2 separate regions of the Danio rerio genome follow, and region 2 is linked to region 1. The links are chromatin contacts, called in public HiChIP or PLAC-seq maps. All regions are on one chromosome and are shown on one strand. Each heading gives the region's core, a stretch centred on a gene start, on an enhancer-like site or on the middle of the called end of the contact. The rest is flanking DNA. Distances are from core to core; before and after follow the strand shown. Region 1 holds the start of rab3gap1 (RAB3 GTPase activating protein subunit 1). Region 2 holds the start of gpr39 (G protein-coupled receptor 39).

Region 1 (4,661 bases), core at 947-3,446:
TTGAATCTCTGACATGGAGGATTCAGGCAGTTCTGCAGGTGAAAGTGGGCCGGCTCAGTACTAGTAAGGTGTACCTAATAAAGTGGCCGGTGAGTGTGTATTTATACTATATACCCAAGTTAGAGTTACATAATATTAATTTTACTTTTCTAAGTAATGAGTAAAGTAATGCATTATTTTTAAAAATGAAATAATAATATTTGAGTTACTTTTTTGTTTAATTAATTCGCTTTAAAAGCTAAACAGCTGAGTAGAAATGAGCGCTGGATCTGGTGCTGGATGAGGGAATGTAGGAACAGACAGAAAGCAGGATGGCTTTAACTCAAAAGGGGATTATAGTATCAATGCACCATTTCTTTACTGAGCAGCAAGCACACTGCTTTAAACTGTCTTTATCCTACATCATTTTATACTAATGTGTTTGTCTTTTATAGGTAAATGAAGGTTATACAGTGTGTTGGTCATTGCACAGCTCCTCTATTAAAGAAGAAGAAAAAGAAAACAGATCAAGCCTCAGGCAGGCCGGAAAAGTAAGGCAAAAGTAGCAGAATACATTATTTATGATAGAATGTAACACAACTAACTGTTTATGAGAGTAAATCAATATTGTAATGCATTACTTTCAGAAGCAGCTTTCCTCAACACTGTTATATAATGTTACTATATATTATATATTCCTTGTATTTGTGCAGTTTTTATTTTAATTTCAGTAATATTATTCAGTAATGTGCAAATGATTTTTAATGAAATGATATGGTTTATGTACAATGCAGTTTGTAAAGTAATATTTTCTGTTTTTAGCAGATATCCTGTGTTACATAGACTTGCTTTGTTCACCAAACTTGACCTAGTTGAATTTGCATTGAAACCTTAAATAAAATATAGAAAGTTATTGCTATTTTTATTTAATGTGTTGTGCTTTTAGTTACTATACTCTTCTATTTAGTTACTATAATTCTGCAGATTTTGTACAAAAACATCGGCATAACTAAATAGAAACGTTACCGCAACATTGCCGGAACGTTTAGTCAGCTGAGCAGCCGCTATGAACGTTATTATCGCTATTATTCTTGTGTTTGGAAGTCCATTTAACAGCTGATAGTGACTTCGACTCCTCTTTCTCCTTAATCCGTCGGAATGTTGACTGTTTATTGTGTTTTGTGTGTGAAACTGCACCTGTGTGAGGCTGATCTCCTTGATGACGTAGAGCTGCTCGTCCCCGCGTCTCCGTTTGACCAGCAGCGCCTTTCCGAACGCGCCCTGACCGATCTGCCGGATCACCTCATACCGCTCCATCATCAATATGATGATATGATATGACGATATTAATACTAATATTTATGATGATGATGATGATGATGATGAAGAAGATCTCCCGTGGGAGCGCGACGGTTTTAGTGCGCGCGAACATAAGCCTGGCATCACCATGGCAACGCGTCAACAGCGTCGCTCTGGTAGGAGAAACTTTAGAAATGGAGAACGCCTGTTCAGGCTGACCGGAGGAATCATCCATTACATTTAATATACTGTAATTATTTAAAGTGATGTTTTTGGACTTCATAATATTTATATTTAGTTAGTCATTAAAAATGAAGTTTATTTTGTTCAAATAAAAGTTTTAAATCTTTAGGCAAATGTAAAAATATGTTAAAATGACGTGAAATAAGTGAAGAGTTTAATAATTAAGTGTTTAATAATGATGCATGTTTTATACATGTTTTTATAATGAACATTTGTAAATTATAATCATAATTATTCCGAATGTGACACCAAACTGCCTTTATAGTAATACATTAAAATATATTAAAATTCTAAAAACGATGACTGAAACTGGTTCATAATGGATAATTATGCAACAAAAACGTATTTAACTCTGCTCAGTTCCTGGAGGACCGCAGCTCTGCACAGTTTAGCTTCAACTCTAATTAAACGCACCTGATCAAACTCATTGAGTCCTTTAGGCTTGTTTAAAACCTGCAGGTGAAGCTGCGGTCACACCAGCGTTTGAGCTTGAGAAATTAGCCTCTGAAAATATTTGTTTACAGTTCCTTTTGTTCTATGAAACCTTTATTTCAGTGTATTTGAATACTACTTCAAGTGGAATTGTTTATTTAAATTAAAAAAGTTGAACTAACACACTGGCTGACGTGTCAGAGCTGCGGGACGTCGTTTCCCAGAATGCACCAGGACAGGAATAAACAGAGAGCCAAGATGGCGGCCGACAGTGATGTGAGTTTCTGTGTAAATGCGCATCTTCATCATCAGTTTCTTCATATTGTGTCGTAATCGTGTGTCCTTTAGATGTGCTATGATTATGCCACACATCTGCTGTATTTTCTGCCCTGACTGTCACCTGTCGCTGTTTTCTGTTTCAGCCCGAGTCTGAAGTGTTTGAGATCACGGATTTCACCACCGCGTCCGAGTGGGAGAGGTACGAACACACACACATACACACATACACACACACTACTCATCAAATATAAACACACACACGTATGAACACTTAAATATAAACACACACACACACACACACACACATAGATAAACACACTCTTGTGAGTCAGTGTGTGTGTTATGGCTGCATGTTTGCAGTCTCCCTCCATGAAGCAGAAGCTGATGTTAGCACATCTTAATGATTATTGAGGTAAAGTTGGTTTATTTTCGCACTTTGGTTCAGTGACAGCTTCTGACACGCTCCCTATATTGTTTACCGTGGCACTTTGAATATTCGGTCTGAGCTCGCATGTAAGAATGACTTCAAAACAATATTAGCACTAGTTGATAGTCATCAGCTGCTAGTATGATTTCACTATTTACAGTTTGCTAAAACACTATTCTGAAATTATATTTTTAAAGAGAAAGTCCCAATGTGTGAATATAAAGCCACCTTTAGCACAGCTGTATGATTTCCCAGCACACATCAGTGTCATTATCAACATATGAACTCGCATCTCCATCTCTTTATCGTTGTGTGTTCAGATTCACTCCTCTTTGGGGATCCAACTGCTGTTTGTGCCCCATTCACCTCCATTATAGTCACATTTATTGACGTCAGAGCCCTGACAGCAGATGATCCTGCAGTCTTGGCTGTTGCTGGTTATGCCTGTTGGGATTTAAAGGGGCAATTTGTCGATTTAGTTTACACATATGCTGTAAATTAAGCATATTCTGTCTTTTCACTGATTAAATATTTCAACACGCTTTTATAGTGTTATTATTGTGTGTTGTGTTTTGTGTGAGCTGTGTGTGATGTGAGAGCTTATCGACTTGTGTTGTGTTCAATGTGGGTTTTGTGTGATGTGCATGACATGTTTGACCTGTGTGTGTGTGTGTGCTTTATTGTCTTATACTCTGTGATATTGGTTCACATATAATATAATGTAATATAATATAATATAATAGACCAATAATAATCTGCAGATTGCTTATTTGTTCTTTTTTTCTGTAATTCAACAAGCTTTTTTGTTATTAAAGTGTTATATTAAAATTACAATGTGTTCCAGATAGTTTTTTGTTTAATATTGATTATAATATAATATAATAACAGCAAGCTTTTATTGTGTTAATACATTACAGTGTTCCTGATGCTGAAACTGATGTTTTTTGTGTGATGTTGCTTCATCTATAATATAATAAAGTATAATATAATTTAAAATAATATTAATTAATATAATATAATATAGTATAATATAATATAGTATAATATAATGTGATGTAATGTAATATAATATAGTATGATTTAATATAATATACACCTAAAAATCTGTGCATTGCTTCTTTGTTCTGTTTTTCGTCCTCGTCCATCTGTATAGATCAATAATAATTATATTTTTCCTCTCCATAGATTCATCTCCAGAGTGGAGGAGGTGCTCAATGATTGGAAGCTGATTGGCAGTCGTGTTGGAAAACCGCTGGAGAAGGTCATTACCCATGATCACATTAACACCAAACACTGTCCAATACACAAGACCTCTCGCTCGTGTAGAGGAAGCCCCGCCTTCTAGTACATGAGCCAATCAGCGATCACTATAGACCAAACTTGTTCCTGGAGGGTCGGTGTCCTGCAGATTTTAGCTCCAACCCTAATCAAACACACCTGAACAAGCTAATCAAGATCTTACTAGGTAAACTTGAAACATCCAGGCAGGTGTGTTGAGGCAAGTTGGAGCTAAACCCTGCTGGGCACCGGACCTCTCGGAGCGAGTTTGGTGAGCCCTCCTATAGACTGAGGATCCTCTGAGAGAGGGGCTCAGTGCAGACGTGTGTTCAGGACAGTTCCTGGACCTGCTGCTTTTCCGAGTCCGAAAACACACTGTATTCTCAGCGAATACTTCACAGACATGAGAATTACATTACCTGACAGAAGTCTTGGCGCCTATCCAAGTTTTAGAAGCATTAAATACTAACTGCTCTTCTAGTTGGTGATTTGCTGTCAGAAGTGTCTCTATGAAAGGTGAAGGCCTCTAGATTTTGCTGATTTGAGCTCAATAAATCTGATCATGTCTTGATGTTGACTGATTTGATGAGGACAGTGCGCTCTGACTCTGCTCAGACTAAAGTGTCATCACTGAACAGAAATAATGTCCAGTATAGAATATAAAGTCCTGCTGCAGTGGAGACAGAATGAATATTGTGTCTGACTCCATCATGAGCTTGGAGTA
Region 2 (4,661 bases), core at 1,544-4,043, 190 kb after region 1:
TCCCCAGTGGTCTACAGTGTTCCCCAGTGGTCTACAGTGTTCTGCAATCCTGGCCTATGTTGGTCCTGTTGTGTTTTCCTGTGGTCTTCAGCTGCTTTGTTCATCAGGCAGTGTTGGGCAGTGTGTCAGCTGGTTTCTCTCCTTCTCCTGAGAGTCAGAGGTCAGCTCTCCTTCACCCTGGGGCCAGTTTGTGGTGTTCTGAGGGTCAAGGGTCAGCTTTCCTTCACCCTGAGGCCGGTCCGTGGTGTTCAGAGAGTCTCTTCTCTCTGCAGATGATGGCGGTGTGGATCTGCTACTGGTGGCCATGCGTATGCGGTTGAGAGAGCGCTGCAGCAGGGGCCGTAAGGTGTTATTGGAGCTCTTGGAGGCTCCACTGTTTTCCAGCGTTCTCCTGTTAGCGTGCTGGAGGGACAGGCGGCACAGCAGCGTTTGCAGGAAGGCGGAGCGGAACTGGCGTGAGGACAGGTTATACAGCATCGGGTTCAGCACCGAGCTCAGGTAGAAGAAGCTGTCGGCCACCGGGTGAAGTTTGATGTAGCTGGTCAGGTAGCTGCCGGTCCACGAGGACTTGGGCACTGCGGCCGTCATCAGCCTGCGGATCTGATTCGGCATCCAGCAGACGAACAGAGCACAGACGATCAGCACTAACACACACACACACACACACACACACACAGAGGACAGAGAACAGAACAGTGCATTAGAAGACATGATGAGAGATGATGTGGTCCATACTGAAGATCATAACTCTTATTGATCAGTCTTGTGAATGGTGTGCCTGAAATGCTGCGGTTCCTGTAAATCAGAGACTCTCAGACTGATAATGCATGATAAGTCTTGATATTCATAGTTTTTAATTAAATTTTAATTGTTTTGTGAAGAGCTGACACACGTCCATCTGAACACTCTCATTTAAACCAGGAAACACCACTGAACTCCGTCTGCTGCTGTCACTGAGTGCTGAGAATAATGGCTCTTGCTGATGTCACCGCCTCTGCAGCTCTGCTTCTGCAGTGCAGCCTCCATCATGCCTTCATTCAGCAGAGCCATAAAGCCATCCAAAGCCCATCAGCTCAACCTCGCTTCATGTTCATTAGACCACCCAGTAAGGTGATTTAACCATGGTCTGTGTGACTGATGAGTGTGTGTTCATGAGTCTGGCATTAGTGTCTATGTGTCATTGCGTCAGAGGATGGGAGTGCCGGTGTGTGTGGAGTCTGGACCCTTCAGAGATTTCCTCATCAGAGCAGAAGCTGCGGTCAGAGAGCAGAATGCAGAGAGCAGATCGTGTTCAGACTGAAGTGGATATCTGCGTACCGCAACACAAGCTTGTGCCATAAGTGTCACGTGTCGTTCTAAAGTTCAAGTTTGGTGACCTCTGACCTGCGAACGTGATTGTGTGACACTAACGGAGGATCAAAACGTACACAATATCTCTGTACAGATATTCAAAATATGGAGTAATCACTGACTTTATGGATGTCTAATCGTCTAGAGCAGGGGTCACCACACTTGTTCCTGGAGGGCCGGTGTCTTGCAGATTTTAGCTCCAGCCCTAATCAAACACACCTGAACAAGCTAATCAAGCTCTTACTAGGTATACTTGAAACACCCAGGCAGGTGTGTTGAGGCAAGTTGAAACTGAACCCTGCAGGGACACCGGCAGGTCAGAGATTGGTGACCGCTGCTCTAGTGTGACCACAGGATAAGCTGACCGAGAGGCAGATGGTGAATGTGTAAGTGAGTCCTACCCAAGAACAGGATGGTCTGTTTGCGGGAGGCTTTGCCGCGAGCGCTCTGGTGTTTGTGATCTCCGCTAGCGCCGGCTTCAGCAGGGCCCATGGGCGCCCGCAGGACCAGGATCATGGCCCGGCACATGAAGGCCACGCCGGCCAGCACCAGCAGGTAGAGGACGAAAGCGGTGAAGATGCTGGTGCGGTACATCACCCAGTGCTGGCTCAGGCTGGTGCAGAAGGTCAGGTTCTGTACGGGGGTCTGGCGGCCCGCGGGCACGTATCCTTCAGTCCCGGTGGCCACCAGCAGGGGCAGCGCCACCAGGGCAGAGCAGAGCCAGGCCGCCAGCAGGAGCCTCCGTGTTCGGCCGCCGCGCAGCGCTCGATAGCGGAACGGGTGGCAGATGGCCAGGTAGCGCTCCAGGCTCAGCGTGGCCACGTTCAGAATGGTGGCGTAGCTGCACAGCTCGAACAGGAAGTTGTATATGCGGCAGGCGGCGTCACCTGAGCGAGATAAGAATGGGAACCAGATGGCACTGTAGAGCTCCACCGGTAGCCCGATCAGCAGCACCAGCAGGTCGGAGCAGGCCAGGCTCACCATGTGCTCCGCCACGCTCCTCTGCAGGTACCCGTTCCGCTGCAGTACCTGCGCCACGTGGATGGTAGCGCTGTTGCCCAGGACGCCCAGGCTGAGGATCAGGCAGTACAGCACCGTCAGGAACACCTTCAGCCCATAGCTCGGCTCCAGCTGCTGCCAGTCGCGCTCCGGCTGCTGCGGGTCCATGTTTATCTGCGCTCGCTGGTGGACTGTGCTGCGCTTATCCCTCCGCTCTCTCCAGCAGTCTTCCCCTCTCCGCTCTCTCCAGCGTTGATCATCAGACTCTCAGACTCTCTGGAATCTCAGCTGAGGTCTGGAACTGAAGCGTCCGCCAGTCCCTCATGCTGGAGATCTGCTCCGTCCTCCTGGTCTCGTCTCTCGTGGTGTTTGGCTCGGACTCGTCTGGAGATTCCTGCTCTCGCTGGGTTAATGATTAGTGTTTGACTGAGGAGCGCGGAGGCGGAGGAGTTTCTGCCAGAGCTGGAGCACAGAGCCGTGTTTGAGCAGCGGTCATTAGTCACATGATGAGTTTACAACACACCGCTGAGTCCTGATTGGCCCACAGCACCTGAGTGTGTGAGAGAATGGGGTGTGTGTGTGTGTGTATGTGTGTGTTTTGGAGAGTTAGTGTTTGTATAGTGGGGTGTGTGCTTGTACAGTGGTGTGTGTGAGTGTGTGTTTGTGCATGTTTAAGTCAGTGTATGCTGCAGTGATTTTAGGCTATAGTTATAAATCACAGCTCCTCAGAGTGGCAGTGTGTGTGTGTATAAGTATTCTAGCGTGTGTGTGTGTGTGTGTCCATCCTAGTCATTGGTGCTGCTGGATTTGGTCTGAAAAACACCACATCATCATAGCTGTGAGTCAGAGAGCAGATAAAGAGAGTTAATATCTCTCTCTCTCTCTCTGTGTGTGTGTGTGTGTGTGTGTGTGTGTGTGTTATTGTAGGTCCCGGTTCAGCACTAACGCAGATAAACACTGAGCTGTAAATCAGAGATAAGGGCACTAACCAGGCTGCTTTACCCACTGATATCAGCAGCTGTAGATCAATACCATAAACTGATCCTGACTGAAGAACACACACACACATATACACACACACACACACACACACACACACACACACACACACACACCTATAATCATACACTTTATTCAACATGTGCTATTGGAGGAGTCTTTTGTGTTGGCTTGTGTGTGAAACGGTTAGCCTGCTCAGTCTGATCTATCTGGTGTTATTTAGGGAAAGATTATTAAAGCAGACCCTTTTATGTCTGCGATTTGAAGAAAAATAGATGTGTGTGTGTGTGTGTGTGTGTTGTACAGTCACTGCTGGTTAATAACTCAGACATATAGAGATGATGAACACATGAGCGCCCTCTGCTGGACACATGCTCTCATTCACTCTCAGACAGTCAGAAGCAGCTGAAGCTCAGCTCTGTGCAGACCAGAGATATTCCAGCATTCAGCTCCAGCTTCTCTGCAGACCAACATCAGCAGCAGGTTAATCTCTCTTCTCCAATGATGCTGTGTAGAACAAAGACTTATCCAACATCCTCAATCTCTCGCTCCAGTGAAATCCCGGTCTGTCTCTTTCCTCAGACTGCTCCCTGGTTCGCCCCTGAATTACCCTCATCGAAAGCTAAAGGTAGTGAACTCGAGTGTCTCTGTCATAGACCTGCTCTCATCATCCACACAGAAATGCACAGACCTGCTGTGCTGCTTCATGAGGACTCCGTCATTCAAACCAAATCCCTGTGTAGGCATGTATAAACAGCTCCAGGCGACGCGGGGGTGCAGTAGGTAGTGCTGTCTCCTCACAGCACTCAGGTCGCTGGTTTGAGTCTCGGCTGGGTCAGTTGGTGTTTCTGTGTGGAGTTTGCATGTTCTCCCCGTGTTGGCGTGGGTTTCCTCCGGGTGCTCCGGTTTCCCCCACAGTCCAAACACATGCGCTATAGGGGAACTGATCAACTAAACTGGCCGTAGTGTATGAGTGTGGATGAGAGTGTATGGGTGTTTCCCAGTGATGGGTTGCAGCTGTAAGTAAATCGTATGCTGGATGAGTTGGCGGTTCATTCCGCTGTGGTGACGCCTGATTAATAAAGGGACTAAGCTGAAAAGAAAATGAAAGAATGAATAATTAGCTCCAACCGAGGAAACTCCAAAACTGTCTTCTCATCACCCCCCCCCCATCCCACTGATAATTCTCTACTGTTGTTTTTTAATGAAAATATTAACTATAAAATATTAATATAAAACTCTGTTATTTCCTTTTCTTTCATTTGGATCCACCTTTATCCTTTCTAAAATAAAAATAGAGCACTTTTAATACA

Evidence for each region. HiChIP or PLAC-seq counts read pairs in DNA pulled down with a chosen protein or histone mark.
Region 2: a contact with region 1 is called in an H3K4me3 HiChIP or PLAC-seq map of embryo, with 7 times the contacts expected there. The contact joins the promoter of gpr39 here to the promoter of rab3gap1 in region 1. A contact is called at or near these places in 2 of 4 datasets of contacts at active chromatin or transcription factors (embryo and gastrula embryo).

Annotation. Positions count from the first base shown.
Region 1 is chr9:58,667,801-58,672,461 of GRCz12tu, forward strand. rab3gap1 (RAB3 GTPase activating protein subunit 1) reads left to right here and starts at 2,197. Exons shown (of 24, transcript NM_001077788.2): 1 at 2,197-2,229; 2 at 2,376-2,431; 3 at 3,845-3,920. The coding sequence starts at 2,212. It overlaps LOC108179575 (serine/threonine-protein kinase Nek5), which reads right to left and starts at 1,434. Exons shown (of 19, transcript XR_012385749.1): 1 at 1,177-1,434. It overlaps LOC141376250 (a long non-coding RNA gene), which reads left to right. Exons shown (of 3, transcript XR_012385752.1): 2 at 1-89; 3 at 435-897.
Region 2 is chr9:58,861,489-58,866,149 of GRCz12tu, forward strand. It overlaps gpr39 (G protein-coupled receptor 39), which reads right to left and starts at 2,794. Exons shown (of 2, transcript NM_200417.2): 1 at 1,752-2,794; 2 at 1-644. The coding sequence starts at 2,517. The coding sequence ends at 88.